Linked DNA regions of Rattus norvegicus: region 1 is linked to region 2. Evidence: chromatin contacts called from public Hi-C data. All regions are on one chromosome and are shown on one strand. Each heading gives the region's core, a stretch centred on a gene start, on an enhancer-like site or on the middle of the called end of the contact. The rest is flanking DNA. Distances are from core to core; before and after follow the strand shown. Region 1 holds the start of Nubp1 (NUBP iron-sulfur cluster assembly factor 1). Region 2 overlaps Tvp23a (trans-golgi network vesicle protein 23 homolog A).

Region 1 (4,850 bases), core at 161-2,660, 36 kb after region 2:
CTCCAAGAGCCTTCTCTCAGCTTCCTGTTTCCCAAGACCCTTCCAGGCAGGCTTTCAGTCCTCCTCACCCTGGAGCTGGCCCTTCATAGCTTCTCCCTGATGGGTTTAACATGTCTGTTGTCTGCTTTCTCTCACACTTTGGTCTCAGTCTCCCTTCTGTCTCTCCACTGAGATCATGAATATTCATGTCTGCTGAGAGACTCCTTAACAGAAGGATTCTTCTCTCTGCCACAGATGGGGCCTCTGTGACCTGAGATGGACATGTGACAGGACTTAGGCCTGAAAGACCTCAGTATTTATTCATTTTGCCCTCTGTGCTTGGCCTTGTGTATACTGAGGTCAGTGGTTTTCAGTTGAGCCCTGTACCTGCCCCACATCACTTTTTTTCTATTCTATCCTTCTTTAAGGTCCTATTTACTGATTTAAAAAAAAAAAAAAAGAAGAAGAAGAAGACAGGGTCTCGTCTAAGCCCAGACTGGCCTCTAATCACTATGTAATGAAGAATGACTTTGAACTCCTGATCTTCTTCTAAAAGTCTTAAGGGAGCTGGAATGATGGTTCAGCGGTTAAGAGCATTGATTGCTCTTCCAGAAGTCCTGAGTTCAATTCCCAGCAACCACACGGTGGGTCACAACCAGGTGGAATGGGCATCTGATGCCCTCTTTTGATTGGTCTGAAGACTGCGACAGTGTACCCATATACATGAAATAAATCTTTTTAAAAAAAAAAGTCTTAAGGGCTGAGATTACAAGCATGTGCCAACACATTCGACCCAATGTTCGTTCATTCACTCATTCTTTCATAAAGGGTCTCATCCTGTAGCCCAGCCTGGCTTCTACCTTGCAGCCATCCTGTAGCCCAGGCCAGCTTTTAACTTGCAGTCATCCTCCTGATTCTGCCCCTAGAATTTCTGGCGGGGGATAGCCTGTGCCACCAGCTTATTTTAATGTCCCTCTCGGTTCCCGGTCTATCACAGATAAGACTGAACCTTCCTTTCCAACACTGGTCTCCAGCTATTTGACTTTTAAAACCTCCCTCTCGCTCTCTAAGCTCCGCCTTCAACGCCAAACCCTCTCAACCAATGAAAATACTGCCCATTGCCCACTGCCCGCTGTCATTCATCCCCTCGAGTCCCGCCCCTTCCACTTCCTGACCAGCCCGCCGCTTCCTCACCCGGGTCCGGTGCGGCGCCGGCTCCGGATGCGCACAACTTCTGGTTGGGGCATCCCTGGCAAGAAGCTCCTCGGCCCGCCTGGGCGCTATCGGCCCCGGGGCAGCCTGCGCGGAGACAAGGGTACACGGTCAGAGCGGCTCGGTCCCAGCAGGACCACCCACGCCTCCTGCGCTAGCTCACCGTGGGGCGCCCCCTCCATGCTGCAGCTCTTGCCCGGGCTGCGCTCACCGGAATCTCAGGGGCGTGCTTCCGCCTTGCGGGTCCAATCTGACACTCTAGCCGCGTGAACTGTCTCGCCCGACCAGCACTACGCACGCGCAAACCCGTGTGTGTGCAGTGGGTGGGGCTCCTATGTCTGTTCCCGCTAAAAGTGAGAGAGACTCTTAAACATTTATGGCATCTGAACAGATGAAGTGGCTCCAACGATTAAAGGCGCTGTTGAGCCAGCTTGCGTTCAAATCCCAGAACTCATATGGATGGAAAGAGAGGATAGATTCTCCATGCACGTATGCACAGTAATACGGTTTTGGGTTTTGTTTTTAAAGTATAGCTTTTGTCGTCAAAGAACGTTATTCTCCATGACCTCGGTGACGATGCAATACTACTAGTAAAAGTACAATCCATGTCAGTATTTATTCAGTTTCAAATAATCTGCCTTTCCTTATATTCTGTAACAGGCTGGGATTGTGGCGCAGTTGGGAGAGTGCTTCATCTATCATGCACGAGAGCCTATATTTAGTTCCCAGCACTGAAACAAAACAAGACAACCAATAAAACACTTCTCCTGCTCTCTTCTCTCCTCTCTTCTGCCCAGGCTGATCCTGAATTAATGATTTTCTTGCCATACTTGGCGGAGAGGTGAAACTTTATAAATGGGCGTAACTCAGTGGTAGAGTACCTGTCTAACAAGTGAAAAGCCGTAAATTCGGTCCCCAGAAGTAAAAGGTCTCATTTGATCCTCCTGCCTCCATCTTTCAGCCGCTGGGATTGCAATGTGCACCACCACTCCCAGCTCCTGGACTTAAAAAACAAAACAACAAGCGCCCCAAACACTCTTAAGATCGCTATGCTTTTGAGAATAATACTTTGTTTTGTTGCTTTCCCCTCAGATTTGTTTGATGTAACCTCTTCAAACACACTCCTGTGTCCCCACTGGGAGCTTTTCCTAGCTTTCTCTCACTTCTCCAGGTCCCCACTGTCCTTGCTGCTACCATTTCTCTGAAAATCTGGCTGTGTCTGTGGAGCAGTGTTTTAGACACCATGAAGACATCCTGTCCATAGTCAGCCGTGGGAGCATGGCTGTATGCAACTTTGGCACAGGATGGTGGTGGTGATTGTTATTGTTTTCATTGAAAGATTCTAAAGATTTTTCACTTTTGAGATTATAATTACATAATTCTCCCTTCCTTTTCCTTCCCATATACCTCTCCTTGCTGTTTTTCAAATTCATGGACTCCTTTATTGTTATTGTAACAGGGCTCCAAACCTTAGTCGGCCCCGAGACCTTAGCACAACTGACTCCATGATGGAGTGCCATTCAGGCTGTAAAACTCAGCTTGCCCATAGCAGCACCACCTGCTAAAATGAAAACAAAGACTTACTCCACCAAAGTCCATGGCTCTGGGTAAGACTCTAAATGTTCTAACCTTTGCTTTTTAGCTTCTGTAGTGCCGATTCTGACTGATTGTTCTTGTTAACTGAAGTAGGTCAACCCAGAACATGGTCTTTGTGCCTAAAAACTCATTCTAAGAAAGGCTCAGTGCTACACTGGGATTCTGAATGACAAAATATTCCTATTGGCTTAAACTCTTGTCATTCATGTCATATGAATACCCCACGACATTATTAAATATGCTACATATTACATTTAAACATATATTATATATACATATATAAATACATGTTATATATTATATATACATGTATAAATACAACCTGTTGGCTCTCTATAATATATACTTATATGACCATTCGGTTTTGGATAATCAGTTCTCCCCTTCTCAGCATTCCTGTAGAAGGTGTAAGGTTGAGCCATGACCCCGTCCACGTTGGCATGTGCATTGGCAGCGGTCCTTGTTCAGTTCTTGTGTGGGCAGTCATGTGGGTGAGACTTTATGAGTGTGGATCTGACATTAGTAGGAGACACTGTAGGGTAACAGACTTGAAAAGTCTTTGCATCGAAGGGGCATGCTGGTAAATGGGGCCAAGTCATGCTGAAAAAATAAAAATACACAACAGACCTCATACAAAAGATTACTGGGGAAGGGGTCATGAAAGGCCATATCAGAACAGGGATGGAGAGAGGGAGAGAAAGAGGAAAAAAGAAGAAGGAGAAGAAAGGGAGGGAGGGAAGGGGGGAGAGAGAGAGAGAGTGAGCGAGCGAGCGAGCAGATTGTGGTCATGCCAGCTTTATAGGGTATGGAGCACAGACATAGGGAAAACGTGCAACAGTGGTGGCTGTGGACACACTTGCATTGACTTTTAGCGATGACATGTCACATTGGCCTTAGTGATGATAACTGAAGGTGGGGGAGGGGGTGAAGGAGCACATGGTTCAAAATAAGGCTAGTTCTTGATTAACTAACAAGGCCATTTAAGTGAGCCTTAATTTCAGTTAGAGAGCGGTTGGTTACCGCCAAGGCATGAGTTGGCACAAGTTTTAATAAAAGCACAGGTTCTGCCTGTCCCTGCACTATGGATGTAAAAAAACAAATTAATCAATAGTCCATCTCTGCCATTACCAGCATTTTATTGATGATAGATTTGCTGGCTGATGTATGTATGTTTTATGTGAATTTCCTAATGTGCATCTTTTGGCAATCCTATTTTCCCAGTTCCCATTGCCTCTGCTTTTGGATGAGGAAACTGTCGTTTAAGGTAAATAAACTTGTGGGGGGCATACACATTTAATCCCGGCATTGAAAGCAGGGGCAGGTGGATCTTTATGAATTTGAAGCCAGCCTGATAAGCACAGGGAGTTCCAGGCCAGCCAAGGGTAATAAGGAGGCCCTGTCTCAAACAAAGAAAAAAGAAGAAAAGAAAAAAAAAGGAAAGGAAAGGAAAGAAAGGATAGGAGGAAAGGAAAGAGAAGAGACAGAGTTAATGGTGAAACTAAGATCCAGCAGTGGCTGAGCACTTGTGTAAACAGCCTATGCCAGATCCTAAGATCATCTTAAATCCTAAACACGTTTAACTGTAAGAATAGAACTGTCTAGTCTTTAACCCTATCAGAGGTTTGAGGAGTAAATATTATTTGAGTATGCAGGAAGCACATGGTTGCAGCGTTTAAAATCATAGAAATGACAGATATAGCTTGCCAGTGGACGGTCTCTAATATTTCACATAATGTTGGAGCCTCTATCTTTAGCCTTCTGGCCCAGAACATCACAGACTTTAAGTGAAGCAGGAATTACGAAGGACTAGCTTAGTCTGTATTGGCAGAGCCCAGCAGTGACTATCCTACGTCCATCTGTCCTTTTCAGACAGCCTTTTGTCTGAAGATAAAGTTAGGGCATTTCACAACTGAAGCAACCCCACGTGGAGGTAACCGATGCTCGCCGTCTTTGAGTGAACTGTCAGAACACCGCCTCAGAACGGAAGGCGGAAGTCCGTTGGAATTTTGAATGCGTGTTAGTTGTATGATGTAGTAACATAAGTGTATGTCTCAATTTTTGAA
Region 2 (4,782 bases), core at 1,669-4,168:
CCAGTGGAGGGTGTAATTCCACAGCACAGTTGAAGAACACATACCTGCCATCTTGTGTGTGCATGGGAGTGTGTGAGAGTGTGTTTGTATGAGTGTATGTAAGTTGTGTGTATTAGTGTGTGAGGTGAGGGTGTGTGTGAGGGTATGTATATGAGTGAGTGTTTGAGGATAGTAAGGGTGTATGTATGTGAGTTGTGTGTGTCAGTGTGTATGTCATTGAGTGTGTGAGTTTGTGTGTGTCACTGTGGGTGTGAGTGGTGTTTATGAGGGTATGTGAGGAAGAATGTTTTTGAGTTGAGCATGTCAGTGTGTGTGTGTGTGTGTGTGTCAGTGTCAGTTGTGTGTATCAGTGTGTCTGTGTGTGAATTTGTGTGTGAGATGGAGTGTATATGTGAGGGTGTGGGGTGTGTGTGTGTGTGTGTGTGTGTGTGTGTGTTTCCCAGCTAGCTTAGCATTTCTTTTTCTTTGTAGTTATTCTCTTGAGGCCGGGTCCCTATGTAGCCCTGGCTGACCTTAACCTGTCTTTGGGCCTCAGCCTCTGAGTGTGGACTCACAGGGCGATGCTACCACACCCAGTCTGTTTTTTATTTTATTTTATGCTATTTTTAGGAGACAACGTCTGACCTCTGTTATTCCCAATATGCAGGGCAATAGTGTTGGGTAAGTTTGCTTTTCTGTAAATTAGAACTTCTTAATTCTGCGAGAGTGAAACTCCGTGCCCATCAAACCTTTCTTCATTCTTATTAACCACCTGTTAGCCACCATTCTGCTTCCTGTCTCCACTTCATGAAAGTGGAGTCAAAGCATTTGCCCATCACAGCAGCTTCCTTTACTGACTATAATGTTCTCTCTCTCTCTCTCTCTCTCTCTCTCTCTCTCTCTCTCTCTCTCATTCATTTCTTTATTATGGTTTTTCAAGACAGGGTTTCTCTGTGTAGCCCTGTGTTGTCCTGGAACTCACTCTGTAGACCAGGCTGGCCTCAAACTCAGAGGTCTGCCTGCCCCTGCCTCTGTCAAATGTTCTCCTCTTTTAAGACTGAGTATTAGCCCATTTTATGAGTCTGTCACACTCACGTATGGACAACTGGGTGACTTCCACCTCTTGAGCCTGGTGACTAACACTACCTGGAAAACGGGTTTGTACACCCCACCTTTGAGACCCTGCCTTCAATTCTCTTACATATATTCCCAGCAGTGGGGCTGTGGGCTGGATAAAGTTCTCTTTTTGTGTTTTGAGGAACTTATGAATTGTTTCCCAGAGCAGCCAACATTTTACAGACAGACAGACAGCAGAAGCTTCCAATGTTCCACGCCCTTGCTAACTCGGCATTTTTTGTTTGTTTGAGGGTTGGTTTTGTTGTTGATGTTTTAATTTTTGAGGTAGGGTGTTGTGTAGTCTAGACTGGCCTCAAGTTCCCTATGTAGTCCCATTGGACTTCTGGCTTTCCTGCCTAGTACTGGGACTCAAGGACCGTGCCTCCATCCCCAGTCTAGAGTGCTGGCACTGAGCCTAAGATTTCATGCTAGGCCAGCACTCTCCAAGCTGAGCTGCATCTCCAGCCCACGAGATGCTTTCTTCTTTTGAGCAGGGTCTCATAATAGACTACATGGGCCTCAAGATCATGTATCAAGGAGACCGTATCGTGCATATGTTCAGTTAAAATGCAATTGTGTACCATTAACTCACTGACAGTCTGAAGCTCAATGTGGCTTTGGGTATACTCACGGAGTGCAACCAGCACCATGACCTCCTTCCATATTTATTTCACCACCCCAGACGGAAACCCTGTACTATGAGACAATCACTCCCCAACACTTCTTCCCCAACCCCCAACGGGCCACCAAAGTACTCAGAAGTGTTTATTCCAAACATTTAATAGAAATGAAATCTGTGTCAGAATTTTCCAGAAACAGAGAGAAAAAAATATATATATACATGTGTAAGTGTGCACATGTATGTGTGTCTATGTATATATGTAGGAATGTTATGGGTGTGTGTGTGTGCAAGCAAGTGTATGTGTATATATGTATGTGTTTGTATAGATGTATTATGTTTATTTGCATGTTTGTGTGCATGGGTGTATTCATATGGAATCAATAATTGCATTACACACATATACATATACATATATATCCATCCAGACATGGATATTTATTATGAGAACTTGACTGACATGATTTTGGAGCCTGAGAAACCCCAGGATCTATCAGCAAGCTGGAGTTCTGTGAAGTTTGTGAGCTCCAGTCTTGGAGAGTTCAGGCCAGTGACCTGAGGCTCAGTCTGAATTAGGAAGTGTAGCGGTAGTTTGGCTATCCCACTTTGTGTGCCGGATGGGTCACACGCGCATACCCACCCAAAAGCTATCTGAATTTGTGAATGAAAGACACACACGCACGCATGCACACCAGTTAATTTTTTAAAAAGATTTATTTACTATATATAAGTACACTGTAGCTGTCTTCAGACACACCAGAAGAGGCCATCAGATCCTATTACAGATGGTTGTGAGCCACCATGTGGTTGCTGGGATTTGAACTCAGGACCTCTGGAAGAGCAGTCAGTGCTCTTAACCACTGAGCCATCTCTCCAGCCCCAGTTAATTTTAAATATGCCTTGACTAGCTCAAAGGTTAGGCGGTTCTAAGCCTCCACCTGGCTAGCATACATTTCCCTCCAGTACTCCCGGCTCAACGGCTCCTAAATCTGTGTTTTGACTTTGCTTCCCTGTTACCTTCTGGGCAGCCCTTCCCACAGGGCCCTTTCCCTTCCACCTACATTTTGGATGAATTTTCTTCTGCAGCTCTAAATCTGATTTGAAATCCCTTGAAGACATGGCAGTCCCTCCCTTTTCTCTCTCACAGTCCCTTGCCCATGCAAATTTAAATGTCCTGGCTCAGTCTACCTGCTCAACTATTGGCTGTTGGCTCTTTATTGACTGATCAAAAACCATTTGGGGACAAGGTCCTTCAGCGTTTGTACACATAGATTCCTGATTTGGGGGACTAGATTAATTCTAAGCATTAGAACCAATCCCCAACAGCTCAGTCTGGGTCCAAGGTCTGGGGCTGGTTATACTTATGTCTGAGGGAGGAGGAGATTAGTGTCCCAGCTCTGTCTGAGAGGGGAGCCCTCTTCCTCCCACTATGCTTGAGGCCCTGGTAGAGGTCTGAGCTCTACCTGCTTTGCGGGAGGGGCTCTCCCATTCAAATTCCAATCTTTTCTGGAAAGAGTGTTTTGTGTCCAGCTAGGCACCCCTTATCTCAGTAAATTGACATTTGAAATTATACAACGTGTGACCTGTGTGTGAGAGAGAAAGACAGATAGACAGAGACAGAGAGACAGAGAGACAGAGAGACACAGTGCTCAGATACAGAAGCACATGTGTGTGAATACGTATGGAGGCCAGACAAACTTAGCCGTCATTCCTTGGGACCCATTCACCTTGTTTTCTGAGACAAGGTCTCCCACTGGGACCTGCCCTGGCCAGCTGGCCAGTAAGACGCAGAGACGTGCCTGCCTGTCCGTCTGCACTGATTACAAGCAGGAACTACCACACTTGCTTTCTACATGGTTGCTGATGGTTGAATTAGGGTCCGTATGCTCACACAGCCAGCACTTTACAACTTACACCACGTGGATTCCAAGTTTTTCTCTCTGGGTATTTAGCCACGTTTATTTCCTTTTTATGACAAGCATATGGGTGTATCGTACTTTGTTACCCATTCATAAGTTCTTTGGTTATCTTTGCTTTTCAGTTCTCATTCCGAATGTCACTGTGAGCATTGTGTCCATGTTTGGGGATGTGGCATATGTTTCAGTTCTCGGAGGCACTCACCTAGAAGTGAAATCCCAGAGGGCTGCGGTAACTCAGCTGGACTGTGTAGCAGACCATGTTTTAGCCAGCGAGGGGACTTTTAGCCACCTTCAGGAATGCATGGGGTCAGACTAATCTGACCTCAATCCAACATCCCCCAGCCAAGCTCCTGCACCCAAGATTCAAGTCATGGATGCCTGTGGAGGCATGTGTGGGCTTTTGAGTAGGGTTGAGCTCCTGAGCTTCAGGAAGGACACAGGACAGAGGCCAAGCACCACCAGGAGAGCCAGCCCAGCTCCTCTTGAATTACAGATGGTTGTGAGTAGCCATGTTGGTGCTGAGAATCAAACCCAGGTCCTCTGCAAGAGCAATCAGTGTTTTAACCCCAGAGCCATCTCTCCAGCTCAATGGGATCATTTTTTTATGTAGCCCAGGCTGGCCTTAACTTATTATGTAGTCAGTAATAGCCTTGAAATTCTAATCCTCTTGCCCTCTTGAGTGCTGGCGTTACAGGTGTGTGCCACCACGCCCAGTTTATGTTGTGTTGGGATCAATCTCAGGGTTTCTTGCATGCTAGGGAAGCGTCTGTAGACCGAGAGACACGCCCATCTCATGAATATAAAATTGAGAACTCGGTCCCCTGCTCTCAGACACTGCAGGAAGTCACATGTCAGTGGCTTGCAGATATGCAGGCAGGCATCTCATGGAACGAAAACTGTCCATAGAACACTGAGTTCCCCGTGTTGCATACAGAAACTGTTTTCACGGGGAGGCTTGGATAGGATTAGATGCTTTCAGAGTGAAGAAAAGCAAATGCCCAGCAACCAGGCACAGGTTATCCAGCACTTTCCCCACACAGCACCACTCTGTAGCCTATGCATGAAGATTCATTGCCTCTGCATGGTCGGCCTGTGCTATGGGGACTATTATATTGTAGGATCAAGGTTAAGGAAACCGAGGCAGAAAGT

What was found. Hi-C and Micro-C count contacts between places; a contact is called where the count stands out from the background.
Region 1: a Hi-C map of liver shows a contact between it and region 2, with 1.6 times the contacts expected there. The contact joins the promoter of Nubp1 here to the enhancer-like site in region 2. A contact is called at or near these places in 2 of 12 Hi-C or Micro-C datasets (both in liver).

What each region holds. Positions count from the first base shown.
Region 1 is chr10:5,776,238-5,781,087 of GRCr8, forward strand. It overlaps Nubp1 (NUBP iron-sulfur cluster assembly factor 1), which reads right to left and starts at 1,411. Exons shown (of 11, transcript NM_001009619.2): 1 at 1,355-1,411; 2 at 1,174-1,278. The coding sequence starts at 1,373. LOC102553451 (a long non-coding RNA gene) reads left to right here and starts at 1,542. Exons shown (of 5, transcript XR_010055289.1): 1 at 1,542-1,680; 2 at 2,651-2,798; 3 at 4,009-4,051.
Region 2 is chr10:5,738,758-5,743,539 of GRCr8, forward strand. All of the region lies in intron 2 of Tvp23a (trans-golgi network vesicle protein 23 homolog A), which reads left to right. LOC134480647 (a long non-coding RNA gene) reads right to left here. Exons shown (of 3, transcript XR_010055291.1): 3 at 1-4,782. Among named protein-coding and RNA genes, the nearest start is that of Tvp23a, 7.0 kb to the left of the region's middle. Within about 2 kb of position 2,919, at least 1 of the 93 cell types and tissues checked has an H3K27ac peak or open chromatin away from gene starts, as enhancers often do. A contact at or near this core is called in liver, where this site is marked.